2 separate regions of the Sus scrofa genome follow, and region 1 is linked to region 2. Evidence: chromatin contacts called from public Hi-C data. All regions are on one chromosome and are shown on one strand. The core of a region is the stretch at or near the end of the contact, and the rest is flanking DNA. Distances in the headings are between cores, read along the strand shown. Region 1 has its middle 37 kb from the start of PTGIS. Region 2 has its middle 65 kb from the start of ZNFX1.

Region 1 (4,478 bases), core at 1,454-3,953, 210 kb before region 2:
GAGCCATGCCAGCCTCTGGAGAGAAGAGTATTCCAGACAGAGGGAACAGCAAGTGCAAAGGTCCTGTGGCAGGAATATGCTGATGAGTGGGAGGAGCTTAGCGAAGGCCAGTGTGCCTGGCACACAGGGATTGAGAAGAGCAAGGGTAGATTTTTCCCCCTGGGGGATGACTTGACAATGTCCGAAGACTTTTTGGTTGTCACACTGCGGCATGAGGGTATGTTGCTAACACTGAGTGAGTGGAGGCCAAAGATGCCACAGTGCATGGGACAGTCTCCTCCGCAGAGAATGATCCTGTCCAAACGTGGCTGGTTGAGAGATGCTGGGGGGCTGTGTCCCCTGTGAGCAGCCTCCGGCCTGCCTGCTGTGCGCTGGCGCCACCTGGTGGCCTCATGAGACACTGCAGCAGTCCACGGAGGCGTCAAGACTTCAGAAATGATGCTTCCCTCCAGCGTCCATGTAATAATACCCACGGCATTGGCAGCCAGGATCACCGGCTTGCCCAAGGCTCACGATATGGCGGGTCAATGCAAGATGTTTTATTCAGATAAGCCCAAACTCCACATCCACACTAACAGGCAACTCTCAATGGACACGTCTGACACTGGATTCATCCCCAGAGCCTCAGGGAGTCAGTCATCCCGGACTCCTGTCTGTCTGTCACCCCATGTCCTCTCCTGCTCAGAACCCCCCATGACTCCCACTTCTCATCCACAGAGAAAATCAAAGTCCCTAAATGGCCCCAAAGGCCCCTGCCCTTCTATTTAAAATCAAAACCCTCTCAAGCCTGCCTTCTCCCTCCTTCTCACTCTATTTTTTTTTATGTACAGCAAGAATCACCAAGTGACATATATTTCACTTATTTATCTTGCTTATTGCCCATTTCCTCTATGTGAAGAACTCCCTGGGAGCAGGGGTCTTCCGTTTGGTCATTGATTTCTCTCCAGCATCCAACACTGTGCCTGGTACACAGTAGGTGCTCAACAAATACCTATTAAATGAATGGCCGGATGGATCTGCACAAGCCTGGCTGCCTCCCACTGGAACTTTGTGCTGTGCAGGTGTTTAGAACAGTATGAGGCCCCCAGTGGGTGCTGAATGGGGCAGCACTGTGCTTCGGTCTCCATTCCCGGCCTCCTTCCCCCTCCCCTCTCCACCCTCTCAGTCCATGAAGGGAAGGGATTGAGTCTCAATTATCTTCCTTTGTCCTTCGCACACAGTAGGTGCTCCTTAAATGCTGGTATTGAGGGAAAGACATTGAAATTTGAGGAGTGCCTCCTGTTTGCCATGCACTGAGACAGGTCCTCATACCTCATTTTAGGGGTGAAGGAACTGAGACTCCCACGTGGACAGAAGCAGGCCCTGTCCCTCAACGCTGGCGAAGTGCCCTCCTTGCAGCCAGCTCTGAGGGTGGGGGTCAGGGATCCTTGGGAGCAGAGGGAAGACATGTCATTCTGCAGCATGACCAGCAGAGGGAAGCAGAGATCTGTGGCTCCCAGAATCTGGGTCTGCAGGGCCAGAGAGTGAGCATCTTCTTACACGTGGCACCCTAGGCATTTCATTTGCCTCACTCCGGTCCTAGCCTGGTCTGAGAAGGCTGTCCTACCAAGAGATGCCTTTCTTCTGCCCTGCATTGAGCCCTTATGCTTTCCCAGGCACTGTGCTCAGTGTTTCCCACATATGTTAGCTTGACCCTTAGAACAGCCAGAATGAGCAGGTCCTATTACTGGCCCATTATTCAGAGGTGGCAACTGAGGCCAGACAGGTACGATCACTAGCCAGAGTGATGCTGTTCCACAATGTGTGTTCTGTGTATGGAGGCAGAGTGCGTGCCTTTGGATCGTGAGCCATGATTGTATGTATTAGACATTTGCGTGGTCTCCTTTGGGGAGGGGGTGACTGTATCTGCAGGCGGAAGAGGGAGGAAGTAAATGCCTGAGGCCGTGGCCTGTAGTAGAGCATAATTATTTATTTAAAATATTCATGGGAGTTCCCGTCACGGCTCAGTGGAAACGAATCTGACTAGTATCCATGAGGAAGTGGGTTTGATCCCTGGCCCTACTCGGTGGGTTAAGGATCTGGCATTGATGTGAGCTGTGGTGCAGGTCGCAGACTCAGCTCAGATCTTGCATTGCTGTGACTGTGATGTAGGCAGGCAGCTACAGCTGCGATTCTACCCCTAGCCTGGGAACCTCCATATGCCGAGGGTATGGCCCTTAAAAGACAAAATAAATAAGATAAAATAGGCATGGACCCGTTATATCAGAGACTCAGAACATGTCAGAGGTCTGCAGAGCTGGGATGGCTTGACCCAGCCTCAGAGGATGCTTCAGGGGAGGGGAGGAAGCCTGCCTGACTTTTCTGGGAGGAACAGTAGTTACCCATCTGGAAGCAGGAGGATTTTTCAGACTGAAGGGACAATGCGTGCAAAGGCTCTGGGATGGCTCAAGGAACCTCAATAGCCAAGCCCGGCTCAAAGAGCGTTAAAGAGATGCTGGGGCTCAATTCACTGAGACTCAGAGGCAGGGACAGACTACGGGGGGTCAGATACAGGACAGAGGGTGCCGTGGGGTCCCAGAAAGCAACCTCCACCTCCTGTGGGAATCTCAAAGGACTACCACCTATCACTGTCTCCCTTTTACAGATGGGGAAGCGGAGCCTCAGCGGGGTGGGGCTGCTTGCTCACACAGCCAGGAAGTGGAGGGCTGGGCTTGGAATATACGTTTTGAGGAACCACCATGAACTCCGTGAACTCGGGAGAGATATTTAATGAGTTCTGGCTGAATGAATGAGTTTGCTGATTCATGTGCCTGGCACTGGGCTGAGTGTTTTCCCAGCATTCTCTTATTGAATCCTCAGAGATAACTGTGAGGGAAGTGCTATTATTTTCATTTCTTTTATGGATTTAAATTTAAAAAAAGGAGTTCCCATGGTGGCTCAGCAGTAACGAACCCAACTATCATCCATGAAGATGGGGGTTCGATCCCTGGTCTCACTCAGTGGGTTAAGAATCTGGTGTTGCCATGAGCTGTGATGTAGGTCACAGACACAGCCTGGATCCCGTGTTGCTGTGGCTGTGGTGTAGGCTGGCAACTACAGCTCCAATTTGACTCCTAGCCTGGGAACTTCCATATGCCATGGGTGCAGCCCTTAAAAGACCAAAAAACAAAAGAAAAGAAAACAATGCTCAGAGAGGGCAAGTGATTTGCCCAAGATCACACAGCCCACAAGGGTCGGAAGCAGGATTCGAGCCCAGGCCCTCAGACCTGTCCTCTTATCTCTGGTACCAGAGTGTCCCAAACTCTAGTTGGCTCTGCATTCTGTCTTATCTGTGCTCTCTGCCTTCCTTAACCTTTTCTAAACTAAACCTGTTTCTGTACAAAGGAAACAATATATCATTAGCAGAAATGGAAAAGTCCTGTAATGAATTGCAGACAGCAGTGAAAATAAATACAATAAGAGCTAAATAACGCCAGCACATCCCTGCCAGGTTCTTGCTTGCCAGCCCAGCGGGGAAGCAGGGGCCTAGCTGGAGCTTTTTGTTCGCAGGGCGAGTGAACAAGGTGGTAAGGAGATGTTAGCAGCCAGGGCAGTTTTCTCCCTGAAGCGCTCAGGGTTGCCGGCCTCCCTGGGACCTGATGCCCCCTGTGACCTAGAGCAGCGCCCTCAGCCCACACCCTTCTCAGCTCATCGGGGCCCTCCCAGGCTCTGCCCCCAGACCAGGGTGGGATGGGGGATCCTGGGAATGGAGCCCCCCATCCCTCCCGCCTTCCGTTCCTCCCTGGCAGAGCCCCTCAAGGAGCGTATACAGCTGGCGCTCAGCCAAGCCTCCAGAGCCTGGCCTGCAGAAACTCAACATTCGGTGACTGGTCTTATTTTGTTTTTAATAGAAAAATGTTCCCTGCACCAACTCTTTCCTGGGCAGGGTTTGGAAACCTTTTCCAGATGGGAAATAATTTTAGGGAAGAGGAACAGCTAAAATTACCGGCCATTCTGCTGCCAGCTCCCACTGGGACGAGCCAGCCTCGGCGCTGGAAATTTCCTGAGGTGGGGGTGGGTCCGCGTTGGGGAGAGGAGCCAGGATGGATTGTTGAGACTGGATGTCTCGCCTGGCCGAGCTGCGGTCAGGTCACGTGGGCACTCCGAACTTTCTCGGCTACTGCCAGGCTCCTCTCCGGTCCTCGTTCCACGCAAATTTCTGAGATTCAGCTGCCATTTTGCAGGCAATGCCCAGGGTAGTGTGTATTGGACACACCATTGTGATAAAATCAGCACAAGCTGGCCGGGGAAGTGAACACATCAGACGGCCCAGGGTTCTGCACCAGATAAAGTGTAAGGAAAAGAAACAGTTAGTGGGGAAAACAGAAATGCAAAGACTGAAAAGATATCAAAAAAAAAATTTTTTTTTTTCTTTTTTGGCCACGCGGTGGCATATGGAGTTTCCAGGCCAGGGATCAGATCCACCCCACAGCTGCAAC
Region 2 (4,946 bases), core at 1,443-3,942:
CGGCTTAGGGATTTGGGAGTCATTTAGCTGCCTGGTTCTAGAACAGACTCTCCCATGAGGCTGCAGTCAAAATATTGGCCAGGGCCATAGTCCTCCGAAGGCCAAACTGGGGCTGGGGGACCCTCTTCCTAGATGGCTCCCCCATGCAGCTGGCAGGTAGGTGTGTGGGGCTATTGGCAGGAGGCATTGGTTTTTTTCCCCACATGAATCTCTCCACAGCATTTTTTGAGTGTCCTCACGACATGGCTGAGGGCTTCCCCCAAAGTGAGTGATCCCGGAGAAAGACAGAAGCTGCAGGTTCTTTTTTGCTCCAATTTTTTTTTTAATTGTGGAAAAAACACACTAGTAAACAAGAAGATACATGTACTGCTCAGCGCTATGCAGAAAATGAACAGGTGGTGATATAGGCTGACTGGGGAGTATCACTCCAGACAGGCAGTCAGGGAAGACCCCCCCAGAGGTGGTGACTGTGAGATAAGATCTGGCCGACAGGCAGAGCAAGTCACCAGAAGAGCTGGGAGAGCTCTTCTGGCAGAAGGCATAGCAAGTGCAAAGGCACTGAGGTAGGAACACGCTTAGGAGGCCAGCGTGGCTGCAGAGGGATGAGTGAGGGGAAGGGTAGGAGATAGGAGGTGGCAGGCATCAGCAGGGACCCAACTTATAGGACTTGGTCAAGCAGGATTACTCAGAGAGCAGTGGGCAGCCACAGAGGGGTTTAAGTCAGGGAACAGCACAGTCCTTGCATCCAGGAGCCTCTCCCAAACCGGGAATCATCTCAGCTAAACCCAGAGGCATTCGCTCCTCCAAGCCGGTGTCCGAGAGCTCAGCCTGGAGCAGCTCCGCTGGGAATTGCTACCATCCATCCTTGTCTCTGCCCGCCTGAGACCCAGACCAGCGGCCCCATTAATATAAATGAGGCCTTTGCTGACTCGATTTCCAAATGAGTCCAGCCGTTCAAGATCTCTATTCCAGGAAATGTGAAATTTATATAATGAAAATTAAAAGAGAAACCGGGGAAGCAGCTCCTTAAGTGCCTGCTTCCCGGGTAAGCGAGCCAGGTCTGCGCATCTATCAGGAGATGGATGAAGGTGCCGCCTGAGGGCTGCTGGGAAGCTGTGATCAGTGGGGAGGCCCGGAGCACGGTGGCTGCAGGCAAGGAAGAAGCCACAGACCCCCTTCCTCTCCTCCAAAAATCAGCCGTGATCATAAAACTCACGTTCACTGCTACCTGCCCAGCCCTGTCCTAAGCACTTTACTTACCTGGGTTTTTTCATTTAAGCTTCATGACAACCAGATGGTGTAGGCACTACTATGTTCCCCATTTTACAGATGGAGAAACTGAAGGTCATGTTGGAAAAAGGACTTGACCAAGGTCACGCAGCAAAATAGTGGCCACAATGCGACTCAGGTCTTTTGTCTATTATCTCCAAGGACCCTCTTGTCCAGAGTCCCAACAATGTGGAATGGAAGAAAAGCTCAGGAGGCAGAGAGACTTGGGTTTGAATTCGAGCTTCAACTACTGGCCTGTTGTGTGAACTTTTTATCATATTTAATGTCTACCCTGCTAAAATTCCAGCTACACAGGCGAGGCAGAGATTTTTGTCTGCTTTTTTCACTGTTGTGTTCCCAGCCCCTGGGACATTGACTTGCACAGATTGGGTGCTCAATAAATATTTGTTAAGTGAATGAAAAAGCCAGAGAGGAGTTCCCATCGTGGTTCAGTGGTAAGGAACACAACTAGTAACCATGAGGATGCGGGTTCAATCCCTGGCCTCACTCAGTGTGTTAAGGATCCAGCGTTGCCATGAGCTGTGGTGTAGGGTGAAGACGTGGCTCAGATCTGGTGTTGCTGTGGCTGTGGTGTAGGCTGGCAGCTGCAGCTCTGATTTGACTCCTACCCTAGGAAGTTCCATATGCCATGAGTGCAGCCCTAAAAAGACAAAAAAAAAAGTCAGGGAAGTGGGGACCCCTGAGAATCACTGAGACCAAATTTCCCACTACTCAGAAAGAAGGCAACCGAAAGGTCAGATGTAAGTTGATTTCTAGAACCTAGTAAACAAGCAAGGTACATCCTAAGCGAGGTAAGAATATTATCTCCCTTAACCATCACAGCAGCCCTAAAAGGGACTGTGTCTCTCCCCAGTTTACCTTGGAGGGGACCAAGGCACTGACTTAAATCACTTGCATAAGATGTCACAATGCAGAAGTGGCAGAGCAGGGATTCAAACCCAGCATCCTGGCTCCACATAGCCCAGACTCTCCTCCTCCACACACACACACACACACACACACTTATGTGATATCACCAGGTCCTTCTGTTTTTTGGCAACTCTCAGAACAGAAATCTCCTCCCAGACTGGTGTTTGGGGTCCCCACCCCTCTGTCACTTCCTGTCCCCATTGTCCTCATTGCATCCTAGCCAAATGCAAATCTGCATCCCTGGTGACAGCTGGAAGCTGTAGGCTGTCCAGTTGTCATGGTGATGGTCTCCAGCTCCTATAAACAGTCCCGCCTCCTGGCTGCCTGGCTGGCTCACTCTTACCACATTCAGAAGCCGTTCCCTGAGCCTCACTCCACACTTGACCCCTTCTGGGTGGCTGAAGGGGCCTAGAGGTCCACAGGTCTCCCCTGTTCCCATCTGGGGACCACAGGAAGCTTGGAAGCAGGGCACCTGGTCCCCGCCTTCCTTCCTGCCCCTTCCTGGCTTTGTGACCTTGAGCTGTTGCTTCCCCTCCTGTCCCTGCTTTACAGTGTAGCCATGAAGAGTTAAAGAGCTCAGTCATTCATTCATTCAATAAATAATTATTGTGCACCTACCATGTGCGAGGCAGTGATGTAGGTGCTGGGGATACAGCAATGACCAAAATAGACCAGGGCCTCTGGGAGACAGACAACAAAGAGTTCTGGGAAGAAAATGATCTAGATGAATGTGGATCCCACTAGAGGGATCAGGGCAGGGACTACTTAAGGCCTCTCTGAGAGGTGACACTTGACCTAGACCAGAATAAGCAGATAGCCATGCAAAGATACAGGGAAAGAATATTCCAGGAAGAAAGTGCAGCATGTACAAAGGTCCTGAGGCAGGGGTGACCTGGCCTATTTAGGAACAGAAGACCCTTCTCTAAGAGTGATGTTTTTAACTCCAGCGGGGCAGCTCCAAGGTGTGACACTGCAGGTAGAGGGACAGAACATGAACTTGGCCAAGGGATGCTGCTTAAGATGGCAAGAGGAAGGTGACCTCAGAGCCGGCTGCTGCAGGTCCAGTTTCCAGCTTCTAGAGGGTAGCCCTCAGACTTGGAGTAAAAGAACCAGCTAAGAGTAAAAGAAAAAGCGTTTCTGTCGTGGCACAGTGGAAACGAATCTGACTAGGAACCACGAGGTTTTGGGTTCGATCCCTGGCCTCGCTCAGTGGGTTAAGGATCCAGCGTTGCCTTGAGCTGTGGTGTAGGCCGCAGACATGGCCCAGATCTGCTGTGGCTATGGCTGTGGTGGAGGCCGGCAGCTGTAGCTCTGATTCAACCCCTAGCCTGGGAAACTCCATATGCCATGGGTGCAGCCCTAAAAAGACAAAAGAAAAAAAAAAAAAGAGTAAATATCAAGCAGGCCAATAAAACATAATATCATTCTAACTGCCCATCACTCTAGCTGGTCATTCTTATGACCAGCTTCATAATTTGCAGGGGACCTTGTTCAAAAACGATTGAAAGGAATTCCTGCTGTGGCTCAATGGTAACGAACCCGACTAGTATCCATGAGGACTTGGGTTCAGTCCCTGGCCTCGCTTAGTGGGTTAAGTATCCAGCATTGCCATGAGCTGCAGTGTAGACTGCAGATAAGGCCCAGATCCTGCATTGCTGTGGCTGTGGTGTAAGCTGGCAGCTGCAGCTCCGATTTGACCCTTCCCTGGGAATCTTCCATATGTGGTTGGTGTGGCCCTAAAAAAAAAAAAAAAAAAAAAAAAAAAAAAAAAAAAGACCACGATTGAGAATCTCAAGACAACAACGAATGAGCAATGAATTGAATGTGGGGCCCTTTGGAGCACAGGGTCCTGCACCACTGCCCAGGATGCATATCCGTGAAGCCAGCCCTGCCTCCAAGATAGGCACTTCCTAAATACTTGCTGAATCAAATGGAAGGCCAGGGAAAAGGAAGAAAAATGGACATATGTTTGGCCCCCCTGTGTATCAGACATAATAGCTCGCCCCCATCAAGCGCGCACTAAGCACCAGGCACTGTATGTATCAATGCACTGAAACCTCACAGCAGCCCTATATTATTATTCCCGCTTTCCGGATGAGGAAATTGAGGCTTCCAGAAGTGACGTCATTGGGTTATCACGAATATTCGACAGAAATGATCTGGGGTGAGAGAGCACAAATAAGGGAGGGGGAAAATTAAGAGAGAGAGAAGACGGCAAGAGGAAAAGAAGCCACCATAGGCCTGTCTCTCTAGCTGGGCTGCACTCAGGTCTCTGCCAAGACCGCGTGGAATTTGGGGAGGCCGCCGCACCCCAGATCACAGTGCCATCCGCCCCAGCTTGGCTCCTCTCCGGCGATCCAATTACTAAATGCAGCCGCATTCTTTAAAAATGTCTTTCCTCTTATGTAATGCAATAGTGACAAACGCCAAACAGATGGTGCTGTGACAAGCTTTTAAAAAGTTGATCGGGAGCTCAATTTTCACAATTAATGTATGGGCATTTAAACAAGCTTCAGGCAGCCATGAAGTTCCATCAGGAATCCAAATGGGCGCTCCTTCTGTGGCGCAAAGGGATCAGCAGCATCTTGGGAGCACTGAGACTTGGGTTCAATCCCCAGCCCAACATAGTCGGTTAGGGATCCGGCATTGCCGCAGCTGCGGCTTAGTTTGCAGCTGCAGCTCAGATCTGACCCCTGGCCCAGGAACTCCATATGCCAAGGGGCAGCCAAAAAAAAAAAAAAAAAGAA

What was found. Hi-C and Micro-C count contacts between places; a contact is called where the count stands out from the background.
Region 1: a contact with region 2 is called in a Hi-C map of retroperitoneal adipose tissue, with 2.8 times the contacts expected there. The contact joins two enhancer-like sites. A contact is called at or near these places in 10 of 47 Hi-C or Micro-C datasets (embryonic fibroblasts, epiblast stem cells, fetal heart ventricle and 6 more) and 2 of 2 datasets of contacts at active chromatin or transcription factors (alveolar macrophages and skeletal muscle).

What each region holds. Positions count from the first base shown.
Region 1 is chr17:51,234,901-51,239,378 of Sscrofa11.1, reverse strand. No RefSeq gene overlaps it. Among named protein-coding and RNA genes, the nearest start is that of PTGIS, 37 kb to the right of the region's middle. Within about 2 kb of position 2,703, at least 21 of the 83 cell types and tissues checked have an H3K27ac peak or open chromatin away from gene starts, as enhancers often do. A contact at or near this core is called in omental adipose tissue and retroperitoneal adipose tissue, where this site is marked.
Region 2 is chr17:51,021,732-51,026,677 of Sscrofa11.1, reverse strand. No RefSeq gene overlaps it. Among named protein-coding and RNA genes, the nearest start is that of ZNFX1, 65 kb to the right of the region's middle. Within about 2 kb of position 2,692, at least 12 of the 83 cell types and tissues checked have an H3K27ac peak or open chromatin away from gene starts, as enhancers often do. A contact at or near this core is called in omental adipose tissue and retroperitoneal adipose tissue, where this site is marked.